5 separate regions of the Mus musculus genome follow, and all the other regions are linked to region 2. Evidence: chromatin contacts called from public HiChIP or PLAC-seq and promoter capture Hi-C data. All regions are on one chromosome and are shown on one strand. Each heading gives the region's core, a stretch centred on a gene start, on an enhancer-like site or on the middle of the called end of the contact. The rest is flanking DNA. Distances are from core to core; before and after follow the strand shown.

Region 1 (3,658 bases), core at 1,016-3,515, 970 kb after region 2:
ATCTGCAGTCAGGAAGCAAAGATCGAAGGTGTTCAGCTGGCTTTCTCTTTCTCCCTGTTCAAGTTGAAACCCTGGTATATCCTCCTTCCACAGTTAAATCTCTCTGGAAACACCCTCACAGACAGGCCCCAGGGGCATGTCTCCTAAGTGATGCCAAATCTTCTTACTTATCAGTAAGGATTAACCCTCACACTGAGTGAAGCCAGCCCTGTGACTCTGACACCCAGGGAGGAGATGGCTACACAGAACTCACACAGCACTGGAAAAGAGTACAAGCCTAGAAAACTGGCAACACCTGTGCACGTGTCTCTGGGACAGTGCCGGAGCTACTGTGCAGGGCAGTATCCCATGACTTGCTATAACAGAATGCACTTGGCCTGTTTTCCCAAATACTATGTAATAGGAAAACAAATAGAAAGATACAAAGTCAATAAAACACTAGTCACAAAAGATAGTTATTTTCAAATTCTCCTGTATCACAAGTTTTCTAAAAGGGTTAATTTCAGGAATCACTCTATATGATACCATAGACATTTTCAAAGGCTACTTTATTGAAGATAAAAATTTGAAGCACAGATTTTTAGTGGAAACATAGATCGGCAGCTAACTCCCCTGCATGCAACATATTCTGTATTATTTTGTAGCTCCATGCATGAGCGAGGGAACAACCTTCAGGGAACACTGATGTCACTCCACTTCAGGAAGAATGGGCTTCCAGACACAGGGCAGCATAGGTGGCTGAAGACAGAAGGGCAGCATATCCCAAGAGGTCAGACCAAGGGACAAGTACTACTGCCTTCACCTCATAGAATTTGAGTCTCAGATTCCCCCATCCAGTAAAGGGTAATCATCATTTATTGTCAGCAATTGAGAAAAAGCCTAGAGAGCATGGTGTTGATTCATGAGACACAGAAGGTGGTATCCAGTCCTGGCCTCCTCCATCACCACCTGGAGTGGGTCACCACCTGGTGCCTCGAGCTCTTACAAGACTGTTAGGGAGGTGGATCTGGTCACCACAGCTTTTACAAAGAAGCAGCTTAGGGGAGGCCTCCTGGTGGAGTGAGGACCCCATGCCAGACCTCACACTCTGTCTTGCTTTTGTTATATCACCAGTGTTCTCAGACCAAGGAGACCTGTGCAGAGCTTGAAGCTCCTGCAGGGAAACACAGGGCTTATCTGTGCTCCAGCTCTTAGTACGTGGCTTGCTCTGTATGGCATGTGGGTGGTTGATCTCAGCAATGAATGGATGACTTTCCAGTAAGACAGATGCTACTATGAATTTCACACTAGGAGGAGCTGTCAGGATGACCACTGGTAAATATTACTCATGTGAATAGCAGGATGCATATCCTCTGAACTGTCTTTGTCATCAGTGTCTGTAGCTAGGGGTCAAAGGTCAAAGGAGCCACACTTCTTACTCCCAGCCTTCTCTGCAATACCCTTCCCCTGCAGCCTCCTGGAAGCATCATCTCTTTCTAATCTTGGCCTTGAGCACTTAACACAGTGCACATCCTGAGATCCACACATGATGATCCACTGATTGCAGGTTCCCTGTTTCTTCAGCTTCTTAACTCATTGCTTCTTGTAGCAGTACAGGAAGAGAAAGAAGTTTGCCTATAACAAAATTAGATAGATGCTTCTCTTCTTCTACAATAAAACATCTTTAGATAAATTATTCCATGTCTCTCCTACACACAAATGTATGCTATACATTCATTTGGTGTCTTCAAGCCAGTACTGCATACCAGATACTAGATGGGAAAATGGAACTATAATTCTGCTGGAGAGCTATTGGTGTTGAACTGTTGAATTTGGGGCTGGGGGTATCCTTTAATGTATATATTCAAAAGCTAAACACACCATAGAAAGAAATGTGGAGCAGCTGAAGTGGCAGTTGCCATGTGGTACCAAAGCAGGAGAAATGCGCATCTGTGGAAGCTTCTTGGAAGACTCTTCTGGCCAATTACTTAGATTCCCCATCATCTAGGCAAGTGCTGGGGAATCAGGGATGTGGGAGCTACGCTGAGAGATAGGGATGAGAGGGAGTCCGCTGGACAGAATCCAGCAGGAGCCACAGAAGGTCTCAGCGAGGGCAGAGGTATAAGATAAAGATGGAGGTGTGAGCTCGGGGGACCTAGGATGAAGGAACGTTCTCATCCGTTTTGTGTGGGAAGGTACCATGTCACAGGGCTGGTATCATTCCACACAGCAGTGCCTGATTCATGTAGCTCCATGGCTGCACACAGCCCAGGCCCTCTCATTACTATTCATGAAGAACCAAGACTCACTGGCTTTACCATAAAAGACTGAGGCAGAGCCACACTGATTTATATCCGTGCTGTGTGCTCAGCTTTTCCAATCAGAGTGCCTTCACTTCACAGCTGTGTCAAAAATGAAGTGGTGCTCCGTGAGGCACTGCAGGAGGATTTCAAGGACGTTTTGTCAAAGAAAAATGCAAGATGCAGAAGAGAAGTAAGGCTCTGGCTGCACACATGTGTACATTTGCTTATATTTGCATAAAGCATCTAGGGATGACAAGACGCCAGTAGAAATGTTTGTGTGTGCTTCTGCAGATAATTCAGAAGCCAGCGAGAAATTTCTCATTATTTTTCTTCATTCATTCATCACTTGCTTTTTTACGTCTGAAACATGCAAATGCCTTTCTTAGTCAAAACAAACTTTATAAGTAACCCGGAAGTATTTTCAAGTAAGTCCCTAATGTGCCCCTTAGGCACTCTGAGTTGAGAGACATAAGCAGTTCAACTTTACCTGTAGAGACCAGAAGCTCCTGAATGAGGCGTTTGGACTTGAACTCTGGCCATGAAAAGCAAGGTCACAGTTGTTCCCTGGACATCAGGCCACAGGGATGTTTTCAGAATCCCATTTGACACTGATTGTTGATGCACAGACTCTAGTTGATTTGAATGGTTAAAATCTGAGTTAGGAAATAAGGAAAACAAATCAAGGTATGGTGGTGATAGCCACAAGGGATAAGAAAGATGGAGAAGTCTGGGAAGGGAGGGAGGAGAGAGGGAGAAAAAAGGAAGGATAGGAGGAAAAGAAAGGGAAGGTGAAAGAGTGGAGGGAGAGAGGAGTGAAGGAAAAGGAAGGGGAAGGAGAGAAGAAAGAAGGAAGGAAGAAGGACGGGTTACAGGGCAGGAGGGAGGGAGGGAGAGAGGGAGGGAGGGAGGGAGGGAGGGAGGGAGGGAGGGAGGGAGGGAGGGAGGGAGGGAGGGAGGGAGGGAGGGAGGGAGGGAGGGAGGAGAGAATAAATAAAAGGACAGAAGATGTCATCTTGGCTAACAACACATTTGTGTGCCTGCCTTCCCTGTAGCTCTCACATCTCACAAACATTCCGACCCCTAAAATTCTAAATTACAACTTAAATTACAAAATCATCATTAGGAGATTACATATTACACTATTCATTTACTTGATAATAGAGTGATAATCTTAAGGGCAGAGTCTCAACTTATTTAAGTAAAGTGGTTTTAAATATAACGCTCGAGAAATAGTTGTGGAATGGAAGAGTAGCAAAAGTAATGGCAAAAATTCCTGAGAACACTAAAGGGGCCAGTAGCTTGTATATTAGTTATAATTTACTTATTAAATTAGCTATGGATGGACAAGTGGGGAGCTATAAATATCGACCATCAAA
Region 2 (3,642 bases), core at 738-3,237:
CAAAACATCTCAACTGTTCTCTCTCAGTTCTTAACTGGGGCAATAAATTCTGGTCATGAAACATGATTCTGGGCTGCTGCTGGCTATTCTGGAAGAAACAGTTCAAGTTCAGAGGAGTCTCCTTCAAAGGAGAACTCTCATGGGCAGGATGCTGCGGGAGATGGAGGAGGGCTGTTTTCCATGATTCTCCTTGAACTGGTGCTGGCAAATGCGGAGCCCCCCACCCCCAATTCCTTGGGGCATCTTGACCGACTTACTTTTCTAAAGTATGATGCTCTTGGCATGAACCTGCTGCCCTCTCTCATCCCAGTTGATCTCTGCATAAGACAGAAGCCAACACACAGTGCTCGGGGATCCCGCTGTGTTGCTCTAGCCAGAAGCAGGCAAGGGGCAGGCAGCCTTCCTGACTCAAGACTCTTATTTCTACAGCTGAACAAAGGTTTTGCTTCTTGCTCTGTATTTTAGCAGCTTTTTAAGCAGAATTTTAGGTGAGGCTTCCTGAGTTCAAACCCCTGCCTTAGCACTTGCTGTGGACTTTTTCTTTTCTTTTTTTTTTTTTTTTGGTTTTTGAATTTTGGTTTTTTGAGACAGGGTTTCTCTGTGTAGCTCTGGCTGTCCTGGAACTCACTCTGTAGACCAGGCTGGCTTCAAACTCAGAAATCTGCCTGCCTCTGGCTCCCAAGTGCTGGGATTAAAGGTGTGCGCCACCACTGACAAGCACAAAAAATTCTTTAAAGCTATCTGGTCCTCAGTTGTCATACTTTTAAACTACGGTAATTTTTTTCTATCAAAGATGGCTATCCCACCAAGGGCCACTATTCCACAAACCTCCCTATTTGTTAAAATCTTGTGTGGTCCTGTTACCCAACCCTGAGATGACAGCCATTTGTTGTTCTTACTCTTTATAACACCCTTGCCGTTTGCAGTTAACGAATTAGCATCATATTATGAGGTCTAAGTCCCACCAATGGAACTTTCTTTTTTCTTTCTTTCTTTCTTTTTTTTTTTAAGATTTATTTACTTATTATATGTAAGTATACTGTAGCTGTCTTCAGACACCCCAGAAGAGGGCGCCAGATCTCGTTATGGATGGTTGTGAGCCATCATGTGGTTGCTGGGAATTGAACTCAGGACCTTCAGAAGAGCAGTCAGTGCTCTTAACCACTGAGCCATCTCTCCAGCCCCCCCCCCCCCCATGGGACTTTCTTAATCAGATTTTGAAGAAACACCCATCTTTAATCTGTGCTGCACCTTCGGATAGCATGGAGGTTAGTTTCATTTACTTATTTTAGGTTTATTTAGAAGCGTTTTGCCTTGGATATGCAACACGTGTGAACATAGCCACAGAATTCAGAAGAGCGCAGCAGATCCCCCAGAACTGGAGTTATGGGTGGTTGTGAACTACCAAGTGGCTGCAGGGAATTGCATCTGGGTTCTCTGAAAGAGCAACAGATGCCCTTAACTGCTCGAGCCATCTTTTCAGCACCATGACGGGTTTATTTTAACAGTCATGTTAACATAGCTAGAATCACCTAGGAGGTGAGTAGTAATGAGAAACGGTCTAGATCAGGTTGGCCTGTGGCCTGTCTATGGGGGACTATCTAGATTGCATTAATTTAAAAAGAAAGTATAGAAAGGGTCCGAGCACTAGTGAACACACATGCATTCATTTCTCTCTGCTCTTGGCTATGAACTAGCTGCTTCAAGTTCCTCTTCTGACAATTCTGCTGCCCCGAATGATGGAATTTAACCTGGAACTGTGAGCCAAGTAAACCCTTTCTGCCTGAAAGCTGCCTTTGTAAGAATATTTTATCATAGCATTTGCAAGGAAAACAGGGTAGACACATAACTGCCGAGGAGGCTGTGGATATGCCACCACCTTCTCCAGAGGGTGAGACGCCTTTCCTGGTCCTGAATTCTACCTGAGCGGTCACGCCCTCCCGACAACTCCGCCCTACACCCCGCCCACCACCGTTGGGGCTCCTTCAAGCAACGCCCCTTCCAGCCAGTTAGTGGAAGCCGCCGCCGCCACCATGGTGCAGGCCTGGTATATGGACGAGTCCACCGCCGACCCGCGGAAGCCCCACCGCGCACAGCCCGACCGCCCCGTGAGCCTGGAGCAGCTGCGCACGCTCGGAGTGCTCTATTGGAAGGTACGAGTGCAGGCCGGAGCACCACGCGCCTGCGCACGCGCACGCCGTGACGGGGTGGGCCGGGTGGGGGTGGGGATGGGGGCTAGGGTGCTGCGCAAGCTCAGCAAGGCCGCCGTTTCCAGAGATTTCCATAACTGCAGAGAAGGCTTTGGGCTGGTGGCGCCTGCTTTCCTCTTGGTACTCGCGCGCGTTCACAGCTAGTGTTTGCAAACGCACGGCCAGCTGCCAGTCACATGGTAGTGTCACGGGTAACGCAGTTCAAACACAGGAAAGCCGCAGAGAATCTGGGGTTAGTGGAGGGGTAACTGGATCTAGCCTGTGTGCATTGGTATGGTCAAAATGAAGTGCAAACCAACTGGCCTTGGAGCCATGCCTGAGGAACGTTTGATGAGTCCTTTGCAGAGTCATGCCCCTTAAAAACCATGAAGGCCTGCTCACCACATGCTGTGCTCACAGCTGAAGCAGCGTCCACAGGTCGGGTGGCCACGTTAAGGTGGGAACGACGCTCAAATCCATGTCTGCAAGTAATAGGAGGATATTTTTGGGATAGGAAGCGGGGGAAATAGGTGATTGGAGAAGAATCTGGGTTGTGCACATATGAAATCAAGGCTTTGCATGGGACGGACTTGGTGATGCAATTTTGTCCTGGATCAGCAAGCATGGCTTCAGGGTTGTGGGGTTGGGGTCAGCAAGGCCTCTGGCATTCCTGTTGAGTTAGTCTTTGCTCCCACGGCAGAAGTTGCTAGGGAAAGGGGACAGAGCAGGGTGACAGAAAGGCCCCTTATGACTACAACGTTGGAGTGAAAGAGCTTTTGGAATACTGCCTTCGTCCCTTCCTTCGATCATCACGGATACCTTAGATTAGGAGTCACACTCAGGACTTTGTATCTACACCAGATCTGTAAACAACAGGAACTGGCTGCCCAGTAGAGACTGGAACCCGATTAGGTGCTTTGGGTGTCTGGTGAAGGCCCCCTCATAGCTGACTTCTATGAAACCTTAAACAGCTCCTCAGGGCAGTAGAGCCACTCATCTCAATCAGGAGCAGCTGTGACCCCACCGGGAGCCAGGAGGCCCACCTCTTACGTCATCCTGTGGGTGAAGTTTCCACATTAGGAAGGGGCGCATTCAGCCAGTTCCAGGGGGTCTCATGTTCTCTCCTGGCCTTTGTGGACACCAGACACTAGAGTGGTGCCCAGACATACAAGCACTCATACAGACACATAAAATATATTGATGCCTGTGTGTTGGTGTGTTGTTCCATGATAATAAAATATGCACTTCATTGTAAAACAAAGTTAAATGTCACTAAATTCATTGCTAGTAGTTTCATGTAGGGTTTCAGATTAGTTCTGTCAGCCTTTGGAGATCCAGTCGTGAAGTGCGTGTCCTTGGCTTTGGACCTTAAAGAATAGGTAGGGGCTGGAGAGATGGCTCAGCGGTTAAGAGCACTGACTGCTCTTCCAGAGATCCTGAGTTCAATTCCCAG
Region 3 (3,447 bases), core at 34-2,533, 670 kb after region 2:
TGCTCACTCCTGCCTTCTACAGGTACCCACACTGTGTGGCAGACACTTTTACAGAGATCCCTTACATACATGGGTAAAAATAAGCTTTTAAAGCAGTAAGCATTCTGAGAACCAAACCTAAGGTTATATTCTGACCTAATATGAATGCATATGTGCCCACACATAAAAATGTAGCCACACAGAGACCACACACACACACACACACACACACACACACACACACACACACACACACCCCACAGTGGGATTTTTGAAGGATTAACAGCCTATCCACCATGACAGGAGCAGACTGAAGGAAGGGTGGTTATATGCCAATATGCCCTGGTGGGGTGAGAGGGGAGCAGGGCAGAGAGTACAGGAAACAGGGCAGAGCCTTGCACTGAGCCTCCATCTTTTTTTCTGACCAAGGCACAAGTTAGCCAATGGACAAAGAGCTCAGCTCGCTTCTCCAGGAAGCAGAGAGGCTTCTGCAGATGCCCAGGAGGTGGAGCAGGCTTCAGATGAAAGGAAGAGGCAGGAAGGGCAGAGAGAGCTTTCAAGGCTCTGATGGGCTTGTTTAACTGGGGCCTGGAAGGAAAAGGCTAGGACTCCTTGTGCTCTCCTCCAGCCCCAGGAGGACACTGGTATCGAAGGTGGCGGAGAGGGAGGATGGGGAGGACAGGAAGCCAGTGTGGGGTGAGAATCAGGTCCCTGCCATGGGTGCTGTCACTAGCTGACCAGAAGAGGAGGTTCACCTTAAATTTGGCAAGGGATAGAGCCTTCACCATGCCTTCCCCCTATACCCTCACCTCACTGCCCCACCACAGCTGCCTGGCAGGGTGCACTTCCAATGCCTCTGCACTAAAAACAGAGAGGTCATATTTCTGTGATATATAGTGTGGGGATTGCAGGTCCTTGATCTGGGGGCTGTACTGGGGAGAGGGATGGATGTTGGAACTGATGCCAAGGATAACTCCAGCATGAGAAATTGGGAGAAAGAACCATGTGTGTCTCATCCTTGGAACAAGCTTTATACTCGAGATGGAGGCGGGCCAACCGGAGTTACATTTAAAAATGCACAAGGATATTTCCATGTGGGAGAAGCAAAGAATGTTCAGCTCCTGGCCCTGAACACCCTTCTCAGCCTGAGGACCCTCGATGTTTTCTGCACTGCTCACTTAATGGGGGTGATGGCATTTCAAGGCCAATGCTGCACATAAAACCTGCCAGGCGCTGCTGTCAAGCAGGATGCAGATGCAAGGAGAATTCCCATTCAGAACACAGCTGTGTATGGATCAGCGGCCAGGGTGGCTCGCTTCCCATGGCGTCGGGCTGTTTACAGCACCGACAGTGCGGGCTCTCGGCTTTGTATCTTTTGAACAATTACAAGAAGGAAATATGGAGAAGGGCTGTCACTTGGAAAAGTAAATGCTAAGTAGATGCTGGGAGATGCTGCCTCTGTGTTTCCCTGTGGGCTAAAATCATCCATTAATTTTCAGAACTACCAGCAACTCTGAGTGTTTCCCCTAGGGACACACACAAACTGTGATTTGTGGGAGGCAAGTCCCATTCATCCCTGGGGTGATGCTGGTCTCTGTGAGTCACTGTGCCTCATTTAGAGGGTTTTTTTTTTCTTAATGTCTGTGCATAATGTGATATGTGTGCAAGTGTGTTGTGGGTGTGTGTATACATATGAAAGCCAGTGGTTTGTCTCAGGTGTATTTTTTTTTAATGGCACTCCATATTATATGTTAACACAAGATCTCTCACTTGAACTCAGAGGCTACTGCTTAGGATAATGTAGCTAGCCTCGTAGAGCATTCAGCATTTATGTAGGCCCTGGGGAGCTACACTATACTTCTCAGGCACAGCCAGCACGTTACCCACTGAACCATCTTCTCAGGCACCCAGTTAGTATTCAATTGTCAATACTTCTTTTGGAGATACTTTTTCTTTTAAGCCTGGACCATTCTTATCAAGCTTATTTCAAATTTTATAATAGCCTGTGAATTTACTTTGCTGATGTGAACACATTTATTATACACAACACATGGCCATTCAATGGCCACTCTCAATAACAAATTCCACCTTGGTTCCGCTTTCTTATAATAGGTAAATAATTGTTCAGTATGAGACCCTCTTACTGCGTGAGCAGTTTTTCAAGCCTTATGGTGATTGTCTTTTGTAATCACCCTTCTGAGCACCTACTAAGTGTTGCCATGGCGCTGGGTGATGGATCATTTAGAAGGTATACCTACTAAGCGCTGATGTGTGGTAGCTGATTCAGTGGATGTCAGTTATGCCTCCTAGCTCGGCTCACTGCAGGGCCCTAGAGAACTGAGTGGAGGTGATACTTGGGAACTGGGGGTACATTAGAGTTACTGTGTCCTCGGAGGAGCAAGTGTGATGTCATTGCTGGGAATCTGGGGCTTCAAATATGCACTCCTGGCTGCCAAGGGAACATACCAGGCCAGGAATTTATATGGCAGCCCTGGTGGATACTTTTCAGGGAAGCTAAGTTTCCTGCTGGGTGCTGCAACCCCTGAACTTTGAGCCCTTATTACAGACATGGAGTCCATCACAGTGCTGAATCTATAGCTGCAGCTCATAGGTCGCACCCTTTGACCCCGGCTGCCTGGTCCATGAGGATAAGAAGGTACCAGGTGAGCAGCTCACACACTCACATTGGTACTGGTTGTTCCGATGATTTGTCCCTGAGACAGACTCCCTTTCCTGTTGGGGGGCATCATTTGGAAATCCCTTTACATTATGAGATTCCCAGGACACAGGAAAGCCACTTGTCTCCTCCAGGAGGGTTCCTTCCATTCAGGGAAAGGTAAGGACTTGATAGGGACACAATTCTTTCCCATGATGCAAGATCTGAGGAAACAGAGCTTACTGCCATCTTCTGGCATTGTTTCATCACTGACTACTCACCCCAGGCCTTGGTCCTGATGGTGTGAGTACCACATACAGTTCCTTGCTTTCAGGTGACCATTTAGAGTTATGTACCTCCAGCATCTACAGGGATGGAGACGCTTTGACATAATTCTCAGGTCCCTTCCAGGCAGTAGAAGACATACCCTGGGTCAGTAAGGCACAAGGTTACTATCAGAGATGGAATATGTGGTTGTAGGTAGTGCCAGAGCTTCTGGGGTGTATACTGGCTCCGGACTGCCCCATCTGTTCTAGGATGCCTTCCTCCCTGTTAAACTCTGACTGTGTGTGTGCATGCACCTAGTTATTGGCACAACAGAGATTCATTCTGGGTTTTTAGAGACCTCCAACATAAAGTCCACAGTACCTGGACTATGTAGCTTCTACAAATCCTTCAACATGCTCCAAATTCCTTGAGAGATGGGACCTCAAGTCACAGCCTTTCATCTTTGTGCACATACCATCTTCCAGCTTCCATGTTAATGAAGGTTAAATATAAATTCTGTACATTTTAATAAAGTTTAAATATAA
Region 4 (3,549 bases), core at 455-2,954, 620 kb after region 2:
AGCTCAGACTGGCCTGTGGTCATGTCTGTGAGGAACTATCCTGACTGATGACCGATATGAGAAGGCCCAGCCAACTGTGGGTGGCACCATCCCTACAAAGGTGGTCTGATGCTGTCTGAGAGAGCTAGCCAAGCATGAGTCTGTGTCAGCCAGAGCCCAAGCTGGCATTCCACATTCCTCCATCAGATACTGACCTGGAAGTGTAAACTGAAGTAACTTCCTCCCCTTCTGGCCGGAATGTTTTGTCACAGCAACAGAAAGCAAAGAATGGCAGCTTACGGAAAAGCAGGGCGAACTGTTGTAGCTTTCAGATGTTCTCAGATGAGATTCTTAGAGTCAACGGAGGCTGTGTTCCTTTAACACTTTCTCAAAAGGTTCTGCTTGATTCGATGACAGCAGGTTGTCAAGCAAACCCAAGATAATTTGACCACAGATCTGTAACCTTTTAACTCTGTACAATCATAGAGTTCTAGTCAGGCTTGTGGAATCTTTAACATGGGCGTGCCCTTAATTTCTGCTGAGAACTTCGGTTCTTCGCCTACATTCATAGATGAGGAAACTGTTAAGGAGTGCAAGGGGGGGCCTTTGCACCTGCATGCTTGGAAATGCTGAAATCACCTTGACCTAGAACCTAGGAAACAGAATTCTCACCTCCGGTGATCAGGGAGGCTTCAGGCTCCCTAGTTGGTCTATCTTCCTCCAGACACCATCTGTATAGTAAGAGCAAGAGGGCAATGGAAAGAAAGAAGGACTGGGAGATCAGCCTATTCCATGAGGCAATCCTGAGCTACAGGACTACCTCCTGGAATAATGCTTTTCTTTTCAAAAGGGTTTTACAGTTAAAATATCATTGGAAGCTTTCCCCACTACTAGTTTTCCTGTCTTACCAAGGCGCACAGGAAGACATATTCTCTGTAAGCTCGAATTGTGAGGTACATGACTTGTGAGGCCCCATGCAAAACAAAAACGCATGCCCTCTATTTGACAGTTAGTGGCAGAGAAGCTAAGCTGGAAGCTTTTTGAGCTCAAGTTCACCCTGGATCAGAAGCTCATTAGTGTCTAGCAGGGGCCTTCACAATTTATTCCAGCTATGAAACTCAGGATGCACGGTCACTAGGCAGAATTGGCGGCTGCACACCTCTTCCTATTCATGTGGAATTTAGTTTTATAGTTGTGTTTTCCTCAGACTTGTGTTTTTGCATCCAAACTAGAATCAAGCGCAGGCACACAATCCCAGCTTGCCGCAGATTCAGGAGTGGGGACGGGGGAGGGGGCAGTCTCAGAAGAACAGGTCGACATGACCCTAGCTCTGTTTTGTACTACTAGCATGTGGAGCTTCTTCAGGTAAAACCAACAGAAAGAAGCAGGAGGCAGCCGCTTCAGTTGGGGCACCTCAGGTTGCTAGGGAGAGCAGATGCTGCACCTGGATCTTATACAGAACTCACAGGCACTGATCAGAAACCAGAAGCAGGAACCAGCCAGGCAAAGATTATGGCTGAGTGGACCAGAACTGTCGTGTCAGACAAGCCTAGGAGTGGATGCAGTCTTGTACAACCCACTAATCTAGAAAATCTACTACAAACAATAAGGGATTCTTTCCCAGAAAGGAACTACTCAAGCCGCAGTTACCCTCGAGTCCTGCACTCACACCCTGCATACAGATGCACAGAACGACAGGTGTACAGGCATCCGTCCAAAATCAAAGGCGACCGTTTTGAAATAACAGCTGTCCAGCTGCCCTTGAGCTCCAACACAGACTTCTCGTCATGCATGGTTACTATATGAGAATTCTTGGTTGTGCTGTGCTGACCAAGCCGTGTTTAAAATGCACGCTCTGCTTCTTTATTTAAACAATCGGGACCTCTGCATGCCACAACAGTCAGCCTCAGGCACAGAATGAGAGGAGCTAAAGGCCGCCTCCTACCATACACAGCCCTCTTGCAACTCTGCCCTAGTAGGAAACTGCCTAGGCCGCAGGGCATGCCGGGGCAATGTGCTGCATGCCGGGCACTGCAGTCTTCTGCTTTCCACGGCTCCCTGGCGGGGCTCCTTGCAATGCATACTGGGAATTGTAGTTTAAGGGGCTCCTTTTCAGAGCGGCAACGCCCTGGAGCCGTGCATGCTGGGAAGTGTACTCCATAATTCCTCTAGTAGAAGCCGCCTTGGTCCCTGTGCAGGACACGCAGGTCTGAGACCATTTCTTTCTTCAAAAAACTGGCCTGCTGCCTTGCCTGCTGGGAAATGTAGTTCCTCAGTGCCGGAGACTAGAAGCCCGGATGTAGTCTTGCTGGGCATTTCCTTGTAGTCTTCCCTGGCATCCTCTCCCAACCCCCCGAAACCCCGAATTTTGGCTGAAAACCTGGGAACCTGATCAATCCTGTCACAAAAAGCCAAAATCAAACCGAAACAAAACCACCTGCCTTTCCACAAAGTTAGCTAGCACTAGGCTAAAATTCCAAGGTCATCCTGAGGAAATATTAATCAAAATAAGAAATTTACAAACAATAAGAATATAAAACTATGAAGTTAATTAAGATACAGCTGGCTGGGCAGTGGTGGCACATGCCTTTAATCCCAGCACTTGGGAGGCAGAGGCAGGAAGATTTATGAGTTCGAGGCCAGCCTGGTCTACAGAGTGAGTTCCAGAACAGCCAGGGGTATACAGAGAAACCCTGTCTCTCAAAACAGACAAACAAACAAACAAACAAACAAACATAGATGAACGAAGACCCTGTCTCTCTAAATAAATAAATAAATAAATAAATAAATAAATAAATAAATAAATAAAATAGCGGAACGAAGACGACATAGTCAAAACTTCAAGGAGCTCCGGTCATCTGAGAATTAATTCTAAACTTGAAATATACAATCTGAAAACTCATCCTTTGAAATTTAATTTTGTACGTGTGTGTGTGTTTGTGTGTAACTATGTACTCTTCTTACTGAACTATTTCCCCAGTCCTGTTTCTGTTTTTTAATTAAAATTTAATTTTTTTTTCAGTGCTGAGGATCAAATCAAGTTCTTGCACATATGCAAAGCAAGCACTTTCCCACTGAGCTACTCCAAGTCTTGGAATTGTAATTTTAAATAATACATTTTGTGTATGTATTTATGGTATGCACATGGTGTCTTGATATATAAACATACATTAGGAAATGTGTTGGTTAAGAAACTAGCATGTCCTCTATCACACATTTTAAAAAGTGATTAGGAATTAACTTAAATATCTATCAATAGATAAATGGATAGGAAGTGTGATGTATATACACACTGAATTATTATTTAGCCTTAGTAAAAGAGGGGATTCTATAACCAGCAATGACATAGATGAATCTTTGGGGCGCTTTGTCTTAAGTAGAATGAGCCAGACACAGAAAGACAAGTATTGCATGAGCTTGCTAATGTGTGGGTTCCAAAGAAGTACAACCCATGGTATTAAACAGTAATTGTGGTTTCGACAGCCAGGAACAGAGGTGGGAAGTTGGAGAGAGGGAGACCAGGGGATAATTCAAGGAAAGGTGAAATAATATCAGCTGTACTATATAGCA
Region 5 (3,749 bases), core at 135-2,634, 690 kb after region 2:
GGGGATCCATCCCATATACAACCACCAAATGCAGACACTATTGAGGATGCCAAGAGGTGCTTGCTGATAGGAGCCTGATATAGCTGTCTCTTGATAGGCTCTGCCAGAGCCTGACAAATACAGAGGCGGATGCTCACAGCCATCCATTGGACTGAGCAGGGAGACCCCGATGGAGGAATTAGGGGAAGGACTGAAGGAGCTGAAGGGGTTTGCAGCCCCATAGGAAGAACAACAATATCAACCAGCCAGACCCGCCCCCCCCCAAAAGCTCCCAGGGACTAAACCACCAACCAAGGAGTACACGTGGAGGGACCCATGGCTCCAGTCACATATGTAGCAGAGAATGGCCTTGTCTGGCATCAATGGGAGGAGAGGTCCTTGGTCCTGTGAAGGCTCGCTGCCCCAGTGTAGGGGAATGGCAGGGCGGAGAGGTGGGAGTGGGTGGGTGGATGAACACCCTCATAGAAGCAGGGGGAGGGAGGATGGGAAAGGGGGTTTCCAGAGAGGAAACTGGGAAAGGGGATAACACTTGAAATGCAAATTAAAAAATAATACCCAATTTAAAAAAAGGAAGGAAGAGAAAGAAAGAAGAACGGAAAGAAGGGGAGAAAGGGAGGGAGGGAGGGAGAGAGAGAGAGAGAGAGAGAGAGAGAGAGAGAGAGAGAGAGAGAGAGAGAGAGAGAGAGAGAGAGAGAGAGAGAGAGAGAGAGAGAGAGGTGGGGTCCCTATAGTTGGAAAAGCCAGCTTCTCTCTCAGTTCCATGCCCCTTGTCCCTGGCCTTGGTCCTGCCTGTTCCTGTATCAGCACTGTTGGTTCAGCTTTCAGGCTCTAAGAAGAACCTGAAAGAAAACACCTGGGGAAAGAAAACAGAATTAAACAACTCGAGCGCCCATCAGTCCTTAAGGATCAGTTAAACCATAGCAACTGTGCCCACTCTCAGTCGCTTCTGGTTCCCAGGATGCCTTGGGCTGCTGGGTTGTATTTCTCAGGGATTATTGCTGCTTCCCTGATTCTGATTCTCTGCCTCCCTATGTAGCCCTGGTCCTGTGGCTTGCAGGCTCTGGTTAGTTAACCCGGCTCCTCTGCCAGCTGGATTCGCCCTCCGTGCTCAGAAAATGTCTGCCGGGAAAGCAGGGCCACGGACATGCTCTTTGCTCGCCAGAAAGCTCCTGACTCAGCGTTTTCCCTCTGGTACTAGCAGAGCCCTCCGGGACAAGAAGGGCACGAACGGGGCCAGTGCTGCGTGGTAGCCAGTGACCTGCAGATCTGTTTGCTTCTGTTCCCTTTGGCCTGCAGACTGATGAACAGGGTACAGCCTGCACTCTGAGCCCTTAAAGAGGATGTTGAGTGGGCCTCGGGAACTAGTCACCCAATGGAGATCAAGCTGCCGTTCCCATGGTGATTCCACACTGAGCCCTGTGCCCTGGGAACTCACCTCCTCCCATTCACTGTAACCTCCATTAAGCAGAAACAAAAGATTAATACGGCAGAAGCCATTTAATGAACTCAGAGCTGGCAGCGGCTTTTTTCCAGAGCGGATTCCTGGAACAGCAATGCAGAGGCTTCCCCGCCTCTTCCAGGACAGCAAGGGCGTTCAGCTGTCTGATCTCTCTGGGCTGTCAGACATCCATGCAGCAAATGGGCCCAGGCAATCTCGTGGGTGTGGGGAAGACCCCTTACCTCTTTGTCTTTATTCAGGTCATTCTCTCACCTCACCAGAAAGGGAGGAGAAGAGGGTCTCAGGTACGTGAAGAAAGGATGCAAGCTTCCTCGCCACAGCTCGGGCCAGGGTGGGGGTGGGGTGTTGGTGGGGGTGTCAGGAAGCTAGCGCTGAGAGGAGACTGGAGGCAGCAGTCAGAGTGTCTGGAGACCAAGTGTCTAGACTTGGTTTGTGGGAGCTGCAAGCCTCCTTTGCTGCCCATTGTATCAGAGGTCTGAGCTCACTGAGCTGGTTAGAGAGCCGAGGGGTCACTGCATCCCCCCAGGCCAGGTTTTGTGCACACTGGGGGGTGGGCTCAGTAGAAGGTCTGGACATGCCTTGTCCGTTTCCAAGTTTTCTTCTCCACTGAGATGCAGCCCCTCTGCTTGTGCATGCATCCCTGCCTTTCACCACACCTCCTAATGATACACAGACCCTGGAGCGGGCTTATGTGGGATCTCTTGTTCTTCTAGAAGTTGATGTCAAACCTCAGGCCCATGTTTTGGACAGAAGCTTAAATTTCACAGACCCCTGGGGACACACACAGAGAACCTTCTTTCCAGAACAAAGGGTGGTCTTCTGAGAGCTATTCTCAGTTGTGCATACCACCTGGGCAATGGATAAGCAAGCATTCATTATTGCAAAGGTGAGATTAGATATAACCAGTCCAGTCATGAGAGTGGGAGGTCCCCAGCTCTTACCTAAGGAGTTTCCAGAGCCAATGCCACAAAGATGGCCTTTCTCACAAACCAGGTCCTAGCAACTACCCTGACAATGCAACCTGTGCTGCCTACAGAATTCAGGGATGCCGTGAGCTCTCAGTCTCACTCATCCTCATCCAGGCTACACTTTGGGGTGCAGCATTCACTGGTGCCAGTGTTCCAGTGACCACCCACCCTGTCCCTAATTTTGGCCTAGAAAGCCATCATGACTTGCCAGGCCTTATTTTCCTCCTCTTTAGAAACACTGGCTAACGGGCTGGATGAGAGGGCTGGGCACTGTGGTTGTTTGGTCAAGCTAGTTCTTCTCACACTGAAGACAGATAGTTCCCAAGTGCTGTCCATCAACAACAGCAGAGCTAGGGGTGGTGGTCAGAAACAGAAATGAAGGTGAGGCGGGGAGGAGAGATGGCTGGACACCAGGTTTGTGTCTAGACCTGGTTTGTGGGAGCTGCAAGCCTCCTCTGTGTCCCATTGTACCAGAGGTCTGAGGTCACTGAGGTGATTAGACGGCTGAGGAGAAAGGTCATCTAAGCTGGGAGGCATGGCTTTGAACCCACAGCCACTCACAGAGCTGCTAGGCCAGTCTGTAGTTCTCAGTTTGCTCCTAGGGTGTAGAAGTAGATGGAGAAGCTTCTGAGAGTCTATCTCAGGGCAGCCTCGCCCTGATTCCTAGACTCTGCACAGAGGAACCAGCTTAGTGGTGGTGGCTGGCTGGCTGTTTCTAGTTCAAACTCAACTCCTATTATTATTTTTAATAATAAGATATTTTTGCATGTTGTACATCTTAATTAGTAGTAAATATTCACAGATTGTATTTAATAGCAACATATCCCCACATGTGAGTTGAATATGGTAATTTGTAATTTGTTGAGTCAAAAATGTTGTGACTAAGAGAAAGTTGGTTTGGGTTCCGATGCAGGTGGAGGGAGGGCTGCTGTTCCCAGCCACTACCACAGTGCAGAGGCACCAGGGACCTCTATAGGGAGTGTCACAGAGGGAGATGCTCTGTAGTCTTGAAGCTGCCCAATAGTGATGGCTGAGAAAGTCCTCCTGGCAATGTACAAGACTCTAAAATCAGGGCAGCACACATAAGCCAGTTCCTTTACAATCCACTTCCTGTTCACTTGGAACACTCAGCATCCCAATTGTGGATACTTTCTCCCCACTGTGCCATATGGGGACTCTGCAGCCCATTCAGGGTCTCCTAGTCTCCCTTAGTTTACTTCTTTTATGTCCTAGACATGGTGACATTTCCTTGTCCATACTGACTACTTAGCAGAACAGATACAGGGAGGTCTATACAGGGCAAAACACAAACCAAGAGTAAG

Evidence for each region. Promoter capture Hi-C pulls out the DNA fragments that hold promoters and counts their contacts. HiChIP or PLAC-seq counts read pairs in DNA pulled down with a chosen protein or histone mark.
Region 1: an H3K4me3 HiChIP or PLAC-seq map of embryonic basal ganglia shows a contact between it and region 2, with 4 times the contacts expected there. The contact joins the enhancer-like site here to the promoter of Adi1 in region 2. A contact is called at or near these places in 1 of 39 promoter capture datasets (embryonic stem cells), 3 of 115 datasets of contacts at active chromatin or transcription factors (differentiating embryonic stem cells, embryonic basal ganglia and embryonic stem cells) and 1 of 9 other capture datasets (adipose tissue).
Region 3: a contact with region 2 is called in a promoter capture Hi-C map of hippocampal neurons, with 2.3 times the contacts expected there. The contact joins the enhancer-like site here to the promoter of Adi1 in region 2. A contact is called at or near these places in 4 of 39 promoter capture datasets (embryonic stem cells, frontonasal cranial neural crest, hippocampal neurons and 1 more) and 2 of 115 datasets of contacts at active chromatin or transcription factors (embryonic midbrain and embryonic stem cells).
Region 4: an H3K27ac HiChIP or PLAC-seq map of embryonic stem cells shows a contact between it and region 2, with 3 times the contacts expected there. The contact joins the enhancer-like site here to the promoter of Adi1 in region 2. A contact is called at or near these places in 9 of 39 promoter capture datasets (the 3T3-L1 cell line, the C10 cell line, cranial neural crest and 5 more), 3 of 115 datasets of contacts at active chromatin or transcription factors (astrocytes, embryonic stem cells and extraembryonic endoderm stem cells) and 3 of 9 other capture datasets (adipose tissue, embryonic stem cells and liver).
Region 5: an H3K4me3 HiChIP or PLAC-seq map of embryonic hindbrain shows a contact between it and region 2, with 5 times the contacts expected there. The contact joins the enhancer-like site here to the promoter of Adi1 in region 2. A contact is called at or near these places in 2 of 39 promoter capture datasets (frontonasal cranial neural crest and hippocampal neurons) and 3 of 115 datasets of contacts at active chromatin or transcription factors (astrocytes, embryonic hindbrain and embryonic midbrain).

The regions. Positions count from the first base shown.
Region 1 is chr12:29,647,641-29,651,298 of GRCm38.p6, forward strand. The region is part of intron 3 of Myt1l (myelin transcription factor 1-like); the gene reads left to right. Among named protein-coding and RNA genes, the nearest start is that of C630031E19Rik, 37 kb to the right of the region's middle. Within about 2 kb of position 2,266, at least 15 of the 459 cell types and tissues checked have an H3K27ac peak or open chromatin away from gene starts, as enhancers often do. A contact at or near this core is called in embryonic basal ganglia, where this site is marked.
Region 2 is chr12:28,673,220-28,676,861 of GRCm38.p6, forward strand. It overlaps Adi1 (acireductone dioxygenase 1), which reads left to right and starts at 1,988. Exons shown (of 4, transcript NM_134052.2): 1 at 1,988-2,153. The coding sequence starts at 2,034.
Region 3 is chr12:29,342,323-29,345,769 of GRCm38.p6, forward strand. No RefSeq gene overlaps it. Among named protein-coding and RNA genes, the nearest start is that of Gm31650, 95 kb to the right of the region's middle. Within about 2 kb of position 1,284, at least 25 of the 459 cell types and tissues checked have an H3K27ac peak or open chromatin away from gene starts, as enhancers often do. A contact at or near this core is called in hippocampal neurons, where this site is marked.
Region 4 is chr12:29,289,072-29,292,620 of GRCm38.p6, forward strand. No RefSeq gene overlaps it. Among named protein-coding and RNA genes, the nearest start is that of Gm31569, 85 kb to the left of the region's middle. Within about 2 kb of position 1,705, at least 314 of the 459 cell types and tissues checked have an H3K27ac peak or open chromatin away from gene starts, as enhancers often do. A contact at or near this core is called in adipose tissue, astrocytes, embryonic stem cells and 4 more, where this site is marked.
Region 5 is chr12:29,367,142-29,370,890 of GRCm38.p6, forward strand. No RefSeq gene overlaps it. Among named protein-coding and RNA genes, the nearest start is that of Gm31650, 70 kb to the right of the region's middle. Within about 2 kb of position 1,385, at least 113 of the 459 cell types and tissues checked have an H3K27ac peak or open chromatin away from gene starts, as enhancers often do. A contact at or near this core is called in astrocytes and hippocampal neurons, where this site is marked.